Linked DNA regions of Mus musculus: region 2 is linked to region 1. A link is a contact called in public promoter capture Hi-C data. All regions are on one chromosome and are shown on one strand. The core of a region is the stretch at or near the end of the contact, and the rest is flanking DNA. Distances in the headings are between cores, read along the strand shown. Region 1 holds the start of Bpi (bactericidal permeablility increasing protein). Region 2 overlaps Rprd1b (regulation of nuclear pre-mRNA domain containing 1B).

Region 1 (6,171 bases), core at 1,278-3,777:
AAATCTCCTCACATCTGATGGCTCACTTCATTGACTTTCAGCACAGACACTGTCTCGTCCAGAAAGGAAAAATGGCTTCAGAAAGCAGGGCTGGAGCTTAGGCAGACTCTCACTAGGAGCAGGTGACAAGGCCTGAGCCAGAGCCCAGGTCCATGTGGCACTCACTCTAGTTTACCTTTCAACAGAATAAGAACCTAGAGCAAGACAGTGCACAGAATCCGCCTCTGGGCCAGCCCACTTGTGATGTCCCCCCATGAAGTCCTACTGTGACCTCAGGTTCTGCTCATCACTTAAGCCGTGTGGCGTCGGTCAGCAGAATAGTGTGGGTGAGGTTGAAACAAGTGGACATTCTGAGCAGAATAAAAGTCCAGGCTAAAGAGGGCTCCGTGGTTAAAAAAAACAAAGCAAAGCAAAGCAAAGCAAAGCAAAGCAAAGCAAAGCAAAGCAAAGCAAAGCAAAGCAAAGCAAAACAAAATGTCTTCTATCTCATGCAGAGGGCCCGGATTCAGTTCCCAGCACCCACTTCAGTCATCTTACAACTGTCTGTAATTCCAGCTCAGGGAGGTCTGTGACCCTCTTTTGGCCTCTGAAGTCACTTTGCACTCATGTGTGCACACACATGAACACACACTCGCACAGATACCCAGGCATATACATACTTAAAAATTACTTAGGAAAAAGACCAGAAATCCATAAGAATCAAAGAAATTACACTAGGGTATATGCACAATGTCAAAATTTCCTAAACCTGGGACACCTACTCTCCGTGTGTTCCTGCGTTGCTCTAGGCCTTATTTTTATGTTTTGAAATGTATTTTGAAAATCATTTTCACTTTATATGCACGGGTGTTTTGCCCGAGTGTATGTCTGAATGGGAAGGTGTCCAGGATTATTTTCTGAAAATGGCATTTTATGACAGGTCATGGATCCCAGCTGCCTCGGGTGCAGAAGAAATGTTCTGAGGGAGATCCAGAGGGCGAAAACCCAGGGGTAAGAATTCCTGGCGTCTCCCCTTCACCGCCTCTTGAAAGCAGGGTCCTTTACAAATATCATTGCATAGGAGGAGCAATATCTGGCAGGTCCTGTGTACACAGCTCTGTGTTTCTTCCGATGTTTGGAAGGCAATGTCTCCTAGCTGGGCAGATAGCAGGAGGATCTGCTTAGAAAGAAGTGATGAGGGAAAAAAAAGGAAGGAAGGAAGGAAGAAAGAAAGGAAACAAGGAAAGAAGGAAGAAAGGAAATGAGCCCTCAGGAGGATAGGAGGATCCCGATTTTTAGACTTCCATAAAATCCAGGGGATTGGGGTGGGGCGTGAGAAACCTTGAGCCTCTGAAGTCCAGCCCCCTCTGTTCACCATGGAGACCGGGCCACTCCCACTCGGGGCCTGAGGCTGCTGCAGAACTTCACAGCCCTGCATGCAAAGCTGAACTAGATTGCAGGAGGGGAGGGATGGGGGTGGGGGTTCCCACCTTGCCCCTCCAGCTTAGCGCCTCCTGCTCCTGATGGTGTTAGAAGTATCTTGGCTCTAAGAGAAGCCTACTGTCCCCTCAGAAGCCTCAAATCCTGGTCCCTGAGAAGGAGGGGTGAAATGTGTGAAAACAGATATCTGGTTAAGAAAACTGGGTTTAGGAAACGATGGAATATTGAAAGCCGGGGGAGAATGTATTCAGAGAAAGGGAACTTTCCCGGGCTAACCAATAGGATCCCATGTCTGATAGGAAAACAAACAGGCAGAACTAACTATCTATGCTTGCCAGGAAAAAAAAAATGGGACAGGCGAAAATTAAAATATGTTTGGTGTTGTGTCTTGGAGACGAGTCCATGTAACTGATTCTCGTATTTATTTCTGAAGTTCCGGTTAAGGCTCCCATCTGGATTCTCTTTCTCGCAAGGCACACTATGCCTGCTTTCCCTACTGGAAGGCCATCCTGTCCTCACAGTAAGCTAGGGGCGAAGGTGATAGTCCCCCCCCACCCCCCACCACCACTCTATAGGAGAGGAAACCGAGGCACAGAGAAGCACAGAGAGGCTGAGACCAGCCTTAAAGAGTAGCTGAGATGCCAAGGACAAGACTCCAGAATTAGAGCACTAAAAAAGTACCCCTGCAGCCTGGGATGGGGGACACCTCCAAAGGTCCCGTTTTTTAAACAATTTACTACGGATACAACCAAAGGGATAGGAACTAGAGACAGGGAGTCTCCGTGTGGTCACCACCCAGCTTGAAAGAAAGCCTTACATGAGGCGAGGAGGACGCAAGAAAAGGATGGACTGCTTAGGAAGAGGAATCCGTCCCAGAGCCACAGGTCTCAACAGGCTCGCGCGTGCTGGCATGGGTGGGCGCGTGCACGTGCACAGCACATGCGCACATGCCCATGCTCGCACAGACCTCTAGGCTCCACTGGGGCAGCCCCTGGACTGGTCCCCAACGTTGATGGGGAACCGCAGCTGCCCTCCCCCTCCCGCCCCCACGGCTGCCTTCCTCCTTCCTCTTTCTACTACTGCCCTGCCCTTCCCCAGAAGGCTTCTTTATAGGTCTCAGGTTCCCATCCGAGGCCTTGTGGTTTGGGCTGCCCTAGAGGACATGACCTGGGCCCCTGACAACGTGCGGAAATGGTCAGCCCTGTTGCTGCTGGCCATCATTGGCACAGCCCTGACAGCCGCCACCGACCCTGGCTTCGTGGCCATGATCTCCCAGAAGGGTCTGGACTTCGGTAATTGGATGCCTTTCTCTCTTCCTCCCCTTCCCTGACAGGGCACTTAGGGTGCACAGCCCTTTAAATCGGATGCCTGGCAAGTTCACTGCTTCCCCCCCCCTCCTATTTTACATAGAAAGAAACTAAGGCACCGTCTCATAGGACTAGAAAAGTGTCAGAGCTGGGACTGGATCACACTACTCTAGAAGATTCCAAGTGCCCCGGGGCTCTGAGGGTCCCCACGGTCCCTTCTCTCTACACCGTGACATTTCTAGGCCTTTTCTTTCCAAAGTCAGTCGTCTGCCTTACCTCCTTTGTTAGAGACTAAGCAGGCAGGGGGTGCCGGGGGGCGCCTCCAGTGAGATGTACACACACTGCGGGCAGACTCTGGGAAAGCTACCCCAGGCTCCTCCCAAAGGCCAGGCAGGTAACAACTCCGCTCACCTGCTTCTCTGCCAGGCGCCTCACAGATCCACCGGTCCCATTCTTCCATTGCAGGACTGGGTGGGTGGGACACAGCACTCCTGCAGGTGAGGAGTCTCTAGCAAAGGCGCTCTAGTCCTCACTGAAGCCCTTCTTGGGGCCGCTTAGTGCTGCCTCCTGGTGGCAGAGAGAGGAACTGCAGAACTCAGGGCGATCCTAGTTCAGATCAGACCAGGTTGGGTGGGGGGGCGGGGCAGGTCCCAGGGGATCTGCTTTCCTATCCCAGAACGCATGTTCCAGGCCATGCAGGCCATCGCAGGGATGCAAACAGATTCCCCCATGAACGTCGATGAGGATATGGTTGTGTTTAAATCCAGAGCTGGTGTGTGTGTGTGTGTGTGTGTGCGCGCGTGTGTACATACATGTCACATGAGTGCATGGGTGACTGACAGCTTTTGTGGGAGCAGAGGCTCAGCTCCAGTGTCCCATGTGGCAACTGGAGTGAGTTTTTAAAAAATGCAGCAAGCCTATTATTCATTTGTATGCCCACATCCAAAGGTTGAACTTGGGGAACAAGAAGCCTTGATCTCCCATCTTGACTCTACCATATGTCAGCAGTGAGCTCTTGACCAGAGCACTAGGGTGTGGGAGGGAAGGGAAGGACCCCCTTCCTAGGATTGCTCAGCTTGGCAGGGAGCAGTGCTGGTGGATGGGAAGACCCCCGTGCTTTTTACTGTTACTACTGCTGGTTATAATGGCATCTGGGCTGGTTCCTGGCAAACTGGAAGCTACCTCAGGTCACCTCTCTGCCTCCCTCTTCTCCCCTCGGGGGCATGGTTGCCTGTTAATTGGTGCTGTTAGCCACATGATCACTGGTAGCAGAATTCCTGCCTCTGGGACATTCATTTATTTACCCAACAAATAGTACATGCCGGGCACCACGGTAAATACCAGAGACACACTGATACATAAAAGCTGGCATGGCACCAACTTCGGGAGATGTCCATTTAGCAAGGGAGCGTGACATCAATCAGAGTCGTGGGAACAGATGCGTAGTTACAAAGAATGGGTGCTCCAAATGAGACACTAAGGCTGTGAAGATGCTAAACGTCTGTGTCAGGGAAGCTTCCTGAAGAACTGGCGATGGAACAGAGGAGAAGTTGAACAGGTGGCTAGCAGGAGCCGCGTGTGCAAAGGTCCTGTAGTCAGAGTCTGGAGGCTATAGAGGTGTTCATCAGTGGGACTGCAGTCCAGAGGGAGGTGTGGAGAGAGAGATACTTGACCGACTGTTTGGGGTTGTTACATCTGAGCAGGATTGACAAACTACAGCCCGCAGGCTCAGTGTGGCTTGCCGTATATTTCTGAATGACCTATGAGCTAGGAAAGTTTTCGTTTGGGGATGTGTGTGCATACATTACAACGGGGGTGGGTACACCTGGGAGCCAGGGGGAAGCTTGGGTGTTGTTCCTCAGGCACCGTGCACAGCGTGTGTGTGTGTGTGTGTGTGTGTGTGTGTGTGTGTGTATGAGCATGCACATGAGCGCATACGTACCCATGGATGTGTGTGTGTGATGGTGCTCATATGTCGTGCGAAGGCCAGAAATTGACACTGGGTGTCTTCCTTGATCATTCTCCGTTTTAAATTTTGAGGCCGGTCTTCAATCCAGAGCTCTCTGATATAGCTGTTCTAGCTCTGGGACCCCTGTCCGTATCTCCTGAGCACTGGAATTACAGACGAGTCACCCCACCCGCCAGCTTTATGTGGCTTCTGGGGATCTGAACTCTGGTCCTTTACTGAGCCATGTCCCCGGCATTTGGTTGTTTTAGAGGCAGGATCTTGCGGCACGCTCTTATATTGAAGCTCTCCTGCTTCTGCGTCCTCAGAGCTGGGATGAAAGGTGTACACATACATCCTTAAAGATGGTCTTTGTGGTTCAAATGGTTGAAAAAAAAATCAAAAGAATGGTACACTGTCCAAGAATGACTATTCCAGTGTTCACAGAGCAGTGCTGGGACATGGTCCTCTTTGTGTCTTTATCTCTGTGACATCGGAGTGGCATACAGGATGGGGAGGAGTAGGTGAGTCACCGGCTCAAGGTCCTGGCTGTCTGAAGATGCAGGGGCTGCATCCCGCTGTCATCTCTGAGGTCAGGCTCAAGGGTCTGGAGCTGCCAGGAGCCTCCAGCCCTGCTTGTGAGCTGAGTTCCGAGCTTGCCTCTCTATGCTCTGTCCTCCAGCGTGCCAGCAGGGAGTGGTTGAGTTGCAGAAGGAGCTACAGGCTATCAGTGTTCCTGACTTCTCTGGGGTCTTTAAGATCAAGCACCTGGGAAAGGGTTCCTACGAATTCTACAGGTGAGGCTTGCCGTCTTTGTTGATGATCACCCTACAAGGTGGAAACTGCCCGTCCACGGTGAACCTAAGCAGCCTAAGGCACGGGGGTGACCCAGTGGTGTGTCCAGGGTGGCATGTGGGTGATGTTGACTGAGACTTTTTCCTCTGCAGCATGGCTGTGGATGGATTTCATATTCCTAATCCCAAGATCGAGATGCTGCCCAGTGATGGCCTCCGAGTGTTCATCAAAGATGCCAGCATCAAGATCAATGGAAAGTGGATGTCAAGGAAGAACTTCCTGTGAGTCTCATGCGCAAGGGTTGCTGGATGGACTGGCGGCACTTGGAGGCATCGAGAGTGGTGCCTCCCAGGGTGGTGGGAAAGTCCACTTCTGCCTTGTCTAGAGACATGTGTCACAACAGGGTTTCTGGGCTGGGAGAACTGTCCACTTAAAAGAACTTAAAAGCCTGGATGACGAGCTGAGTTTATTTACATCCCAGTGCAGGATGTGGCAAAGCTGAGTTGGTGTGTGTGGCTCAGAAGGGAAAGCTAAGGACTTTTGCTTTCTTCCCTGTTTTAGCCAGCTACTATTGCTCTATAACAAGCATCCCAACCTCAGGGGCTTAAAACAGTAACCATGATGCTGTGTCTGTGCATAGCTAGGCCCAGCTAAAAGGTGTGGCTCCTTCCCTGAGGTGCTGTGTGCCACCCAGAGCATAAGTCT
Region 2 (6,171 bases), core at 2,712-5,211, 220 kb before region 1:
AAAAATCTTTCTGCTCTTTCTCATGCTCCCTGAGCCTTGGGTGAAAGGGTTGTTTTGTAGATGTATTCATTGAGACTGGATTCCACAACTACATTTTGATTGTGTAATGGTCTCTATCTATTGCAAAGAAAAGGTCTTTTGACAAGTATGAGGACTACACTTTTCAGGCCCTGGAGAAAAGATACACACCTATAAGAGTGTTCTTAACTACTGAATCCCCAGTCTTTTGCTGTAGTGCTGTATTTGTAACAGTAAGACACTGTATCAACTATTGATACTTTTTTTTGAGGGGGGCGTTAAGACAGGGTTTCTCTGTATAGCTCTGGCTGTCTTGGAACTCACTTTGTAGACCAGGCTGGCCTCTCAGAAATCTGTCTGCCTCTGCCTCCCAAGTGCTGGGATTAAAGAGTGCTGGGATTAAAGGCATGCACCACCATGCCGGGCTAACTACTGATACTTTTATCTTGACTTTTTTTTTTTCTTTTTTTGAGACAGTTTCAATATGTTGCTCTGACTGCCTTGGAACTTGCTTGCACTATGTAGACCAGGCTGGCCTCAAACTCATAGAGATCTATCTATTGCTACCTTCCCAGTTCTGGGATCAAAGACATGAACCACTATGCCTGGCTTTGTTTTGCTTTTGAATAATCATTAAGATAAGTATAGGCTTTTCACAATCTTCTCAGTTATTTATCTAAATTAGGTTATTACTAGATGGCTAATGAATGTAGTTCAATATCTCCCTGTCTAAATGCTCAGCCAGTCATATTGAGACCCTGTCTCAAAACAAAAAAACAGAACACTATAATGTGCTTTTAAAACCCTATTTCTAATTATTTTGTAGCTTTAAAATATCAAGTCTTCTGCCTGCTGTGCTTTTTAAAAGTGTTTTTTTTTCTTTCTTTTTTTGAGAGCAGTGGAGCGAAGACTAGGTACACAGTTGTGTATAAATTGGCATAAATACTGCTAGAGTTTTCAATATAGCTCTGAAGAAAACTTAGTGTTTTGAAACATTTTATTATATTCATATTTATTTCTTTTAAAAGAAAACTGAGACCAAAAATGGTAGTGATATAACTTTAGGGTTGAGAACTTATGTGCATAGAAGCCAGAAAATTCAGTAATGTTCCCCCAAGCAACTGTAATTCAGGTGGGTTACGTGACGCTTTTATGGTTTAATATATGATACCATATAGAGTAATAGAAAACAGTACATTTTGTATGTGTAACAAAGAAGAATTGTGGGTTTTGTAGGAGCTATAATTTTGCATATTCTGATTTGAGATGTGTATAAATTTTCAACAGTGGTACAGCATTTTTTCACGTTTGTGTTTGAGATAAACGTTTATTGGTATATGTGGAGAATCTTCTGGACTGTAAAGTCAGTGTCACTGGCTGGCTATGGCTATTGGCATCTCAAAAAAAGATTCTTCGTTGAGAGCATCAGTTGCAAGATTGTCCTTCAAAGTTGAATCCTAACTCCCGTGTTTACTCTAGAATGTTTGGTAATGAAAACTGTATTTGAAGTAGACTTCCTCATAGTACAGTAAATGAACACTTTGGTTTAGCATTAAGATTGACAGCTTATCTTTAAGACTTTTTTTGAACTATCTTTATTTTTGATGCCAATTAATTACCCTGGTTAAAGTAACACAGAAATGAAGCTAATGTTTTCTTGGTTTTTTTTTCTTCCAAAATTATATTCCCAGATGTGCAAGTTAGACTTCAAAGAATTCCTTTATTTTATTCCATTGTTTTATTCAGATAACTACCTAACTCTCTGAGGTACACTCACATTAGTATTCTTTTTGTGTGCAGGGAGAGGGGTAGGGGAGACAGACAGACAGACAGACAGACAGCATTTGCTTGCTGTGTGCAGGAACATATGTGTGTGGAGCCCAGAAGTTGATGTTTAGTCACTATCCACCTTATATACCAGGGTAGGACCTCTCATGTAAACCCAGAGCTCACCAATTTAGGTGAGCTAGTTGCCAGCTTGCTTCAGAGAACCCACCTCCACCTTATATTTTACTTGGGTACTAGGGACCAAAATTTCAGTCTTCATGTTTGTATGACAAGTGACAAGTACCTACCTGCTAAGCTGTCTCCTCATATCTAATGTTCTTTAATAATTGCCTAACAATCACTAATTAGAGTTTTTCGCTATAAGTTAAATTGTCCTTTCTTCTTTTTTTTCCTAGCCAAATCAAATAGAAAGCTTACTTTTCTATACTTAGCAAATGATGTCATCCAAAACAGTAAAAGGAAAGGACCTGAGTTCACAAGAGAATTTGAGTCTGTGCTTGTGGATGCTTTTTCTCATGTTGCCAGGTATGTTTTCTATCGGGGGCTTTTATATTTTCCACCTTTTTGTTCTGTTGTTTTTGTATATCCTTTGCAAATGGACAATGTTGTACTTTACAGAGTGCTGTGAAGACCAAATTATGCTTTTATGTTTTTCTGGGCCCTTAACTATCATCTCAGACATGTAAACACTTTGAAACACTAAAGAGATTCATTCTGGTACCAGAAACACGTTTTTCTCCTCTGAATTCACTCACTGGATTTCTTTTTCAAGTACATTTTCCATGGCTGAGTTGTCTCATTAGTTTATGATCAAAAACCAGAGCTAGTACTGCAAAGGAGCAGTTCACTCTCCTTCGAAGTGTCTCTTCAATAGCGGAGACTGGTTTGAGACTTTAATTTCCCCCTCTTTCTAGTCTGCTAAAAATAGAAGTCATTGCTGTCATACAAAAGTAGTCATATAATGTGTGGGGAAGCAGATGCTTGAGCCGCATGGTTGGGAATCTGCAACTTGGACTGCAGAGTGCTGCACCATGGAGCACACAGGCAGCTGGATAGAAAGCTCACACCTGCTGAGCTTCCATAGCACTCGGGCTTGTTTGTAGGTGTGAGTTAGATTCCCAGGAGGAAAATTTAGTTTTTTGTTCGTTTTTGTTTTTTGTTTTGACAGACTATTATGTTCGTAAGTATGCACAAAAATACATAGATCTTTGCAAAAGAAACCATGAAGAGTGGAAATGAGACTAGTGTATTAAACAGAAATGTTTGGAGTCTAAGAAGGTGTTGTGTGGGAATTGAAGTGAGTATTCTTTGGAGGATTTGAAATGTTTAAAGGAATAAAATTAGTAGTCCAAAATGTTAAAAACCACATTGAGCTTTCTGAAGCTGGAGGACTTGCTTGAACCCGCCGTGCTGGTTCTGATGACCACGGGCACTGAAGCGGCAGAGTGCATTAGGGACGTGAAGAAAACGACTGACTCTTCAAACAGCTGCTAAGCTGAGAGAAGCTATCTGAAATTGGAGTCTGGGGTTGGCTGTTTTGATAAGGCTTAGCTGGGTGCCTTAGTGTGACACTGTTCTGTCTCACGTGCCATGTGAGTAGCCTTGGGTGTATAAGTTAAGTTTCTGAGCCCAACTTTCCTATCTTGTTAAAAGGCAGGGAGCTTTTAGAGTCCAGCTCACTGTTTTACTCATCCATTTTCATGTCCTGCACTCCAGGCAGGAAAGGGCTGCCTTTTCCTAGCTCTTGGGCCAGGCACCTTGTAGTGCTTACAGACAAGGAGTGCACTCACATAGTCTCTCACAGGGTGTCCCAAGACGCGGCAGCACTGCATCTGTCCTGGTGCTAATAGGGGTGAGTAAATATTCTTTGAGTCAGTTAGGATAATCGTGACTAACTGGGGAAAAGATGTGGTTTAAGGGTACTATCTCTGCCCTATAGGGATAATAAACTAACACTTTTATAACTCTTCGCTGTTCTGAATTAGAAAAGGGTAAGTAGAAAGGGCTACAAGGTGGATACCAAGATTCCGAGGGCTTACCTAGCATGTGGGCACATCTTAAAACCATACAGAAGCCAGGCATAGTAACACACTTCTAGAATTCCATCACTCAGAGGCCAGCCCAGGCTATGTAGTGAAACCTTGTCACAAAGAAAACAAAGAGATGTAAACAGGAGACATTGGGAAACCATCTGGGCACATTCTACCTGATGTTTCCCAGCTCCTGTCCATATGCCAGGCTGTTTAAGGTCCAGTTTGGACCATGTTTCAAGGCTTCTTTCCTTCATCCTATCATTAGAACAGAAAGTACAATAGCTACTTTAATACTGTTGTAACTCATCAACCAAGAGTAACTTAGTAAGTGTTCTTGGTGTGCTTTTGCTGTGACCAGATGGTGAACCAAGGTAGCTGACCCATTAATTCCCCAAATAATTAGCAAGATTTTTATGATGCTTCTCTACTTTCATCCCCAAGCCAAAAAAAAAGACAAAAAAAAAAAAACCCTTTGAATTCAGAAAGTTCATAGGGTAGATTTGATTTGAGTAGTGGTTTAAATAACTAGACTATGAACATATTATGCTTATGCATACCTTGTTTTCTTTAAAGTTTGGAGGTAGTTACACATTCATTATTCAACTTGTGTTTGTTCTATGCCACACACTAATCCAGAGCTTGGGGAACAGCAAGGAGGAAGGCAGATAAGAACAGTGACGTGAACAAGACACTTTGAAATGATATGGACAATTAATTAGAATAGTGTTCTAGGGTAGACTCTTCTCCATACATCTTGGGTAAGAAGGTGACATTTGAGAACCTAAGGTGGAAATAATCGTGACATCTTAAGAGGAGCAGGATGAGATGGATATGGTAAACAAAGTAAGATGTGGCCCCAGATGAGATCAGAGAGAGGAAAGGAGTGGTTCCATAGTCCCTGGGAGTCTATTCTGATAGGGTGTCAGTCAAGAACTGTAAGCCAGCGAATGAAAACATTTCTGTAGACATTATAAAAAGCCCAGGTAAAATTAGAGAAAGAAAACAAAACATAAAACAAAACCTAACCATATAACTAGGATCTTTCCCCCTCATAATCTATTTGTTAATTGTGCTGCCAGGGACAGTTCATGAAAAGTTTAACCATTTGTAAAATCATGAGTAAGCACTTTTGGTAAAATTGTACCTGAGCCAGGTGGTGGTGGTGGCGCACACCTTTAATCCCAGCACTTGGGAGGCAGAGGCAGGCAGATTTCTGAATTCAAGGCCAGCCTGGACTATAGAGTGAGTTCCAGGACAGCCAGGGCTACACAGAGAAACCCTGTCTCAAAAAACAAAAAAAAAAAAAAAATTGTACCTGAATGAAAAGTTCACTCCATTAGCAGATATCCCTCTTTTTAGTCAACTATTCTAATATATGATAAGGCAATAAGTGTATATCTTTTTATTATATTGTAGAGAAAGTTTTTATTTTTGTTAAGTTTGTTTGTTTGTGGGTTTTGGAGATAGGGTTTCTCTGTGTAGCCCTGGCTGTTCTGGAACTTACTCTGTAGACCAGGCTGGCCTCCTAAATACTGGGACTAAAGGTGTGCACCACCACCTCCTGGCAAATTAATACTTTTTAAAGGTTTCTATTAGATGCCTTTAAAAAGAAGAGATGACAGAGTGGGTAAAGGCCAGACTAGCTGAATCAGCAATCTCTGGGTACAATTGAGAGACCCTGTCTCAGTTTGTAAGGTAGAGAACAACACACACACACATTCACATACTTGCAAACCATATATATGAAAGGCCCGTGTAGAGAATGGGTTGTGAAGGGCAGGGAAACCTGAGCTCAGAAGGAGTGTTGCTGTGGTGTTGGCTAAGGTGAGATTGGTTAAGACATTTGCAGTGAGAAGGCTCTCTCCATTTATTGAATGCTTATTTTGTAGTTGGAGTCTTCACCCTTGTAAAATGTACATGATGTCTTGAAAAGGGAGCTGGTATTGAGGCAAGAAAGAGATTTTTAGTGTGAGTCGATGGCTGGTCTGAACCGAGGACTGGGAAGCTTTGGTGGAGGAAGTAATTTTTGTTTTGTTTTGGCCATGTTAAGTTTGAGACGGCTGGTTAGGTGTTTCAAGTGGCAATTGTGGGTGGACACATGGTTAAACTAGTATCAAGTTCACAGAAACTTAGTCTTTGTTATTTTATGTATATGAGCATTATGTCTACATGTGTGCCTGCTTGATCACATGTGTGCCTAGTGGCCACAGAGGCCACACAGGGCATCAGATTTCCTGGAACTGGAGTTGCAGGCAGTTGTGAGATTCCATGTGGATTCCAGGAATCAAATCTGGGTCCTCTGAAATAGCAGCAAGTGCTGTGGTTGCTGAGC

The links. Promoter capture Hi-C pulls out the DNA fragments that hold promoters and counts their contacts.
Region 2: a promoter capture Hi-C map of liver shows a contact between it and region 1, with 2.4 times the contacts expected there. The contact joins the enhancer-like site here to the promoter of Bpi in region 1. A contact is called at or near these places in 13 of 39 promoter capture datasets (the 3T3-L1 cell line, 3T3-L1-derived adipocytes, the C10 cell line and 8 more), 1 of 15 datasets of contacts at CTCF or cohesin (CD8 T cells), 10 of 484 Hi-C or Micro-C datasets (the C2C12 cell line, the HL-1 cell line, Sertoli cells and 5 more), 1 of 115 datasets of contacts at active chromatin or transcription factors (bone marrow-derived macrophages) and 2 of 9 other capture datasets (adipose tissue and liver).

What each region holds. Positions count from the first base shown.
Region 1 is chr2:158,255,714-158,261,884 of GRCm38.p6, forward strand. Bpi (bactericidal permeablility increasing protein) reads left to right here and starts at 2,528. Exons shown (of 15, transcript NM_001356542.1): 1 at 2,528-2,711; 2 at 5,354-5,468; 3 at 5,619-5,747. The coding sequence starts at 2,582. It overlaps Gm34571 (a long non-coding RNA gene), which reads right to left and starts at 3,266. Exons shown (of 3, transcript XR_866913.1): 1 at 3,138-3,266.
Region 2 is chr2:158,033,795-158,039,965 of GRCm38.p6, forward strand. Rprd1b (regulation of nuclear pre-mRNA domain containing 1B) reads left to right here. Exons shown (of 7, transcript NM_001291134.1): 2 at 2,202-2,331. Among named protein-coding and RNA genes, the nearest start is that of Rprd1b, 8.4 kb to the left of the region's middle. Within about 2 kb of position 3,962, at least 10 of the 459 cell types and tissues checked have an H3K27ac peak or open chromatin away from gene starts, as enhancers often do. A contact at or near this core is called in liver, where this site is marked.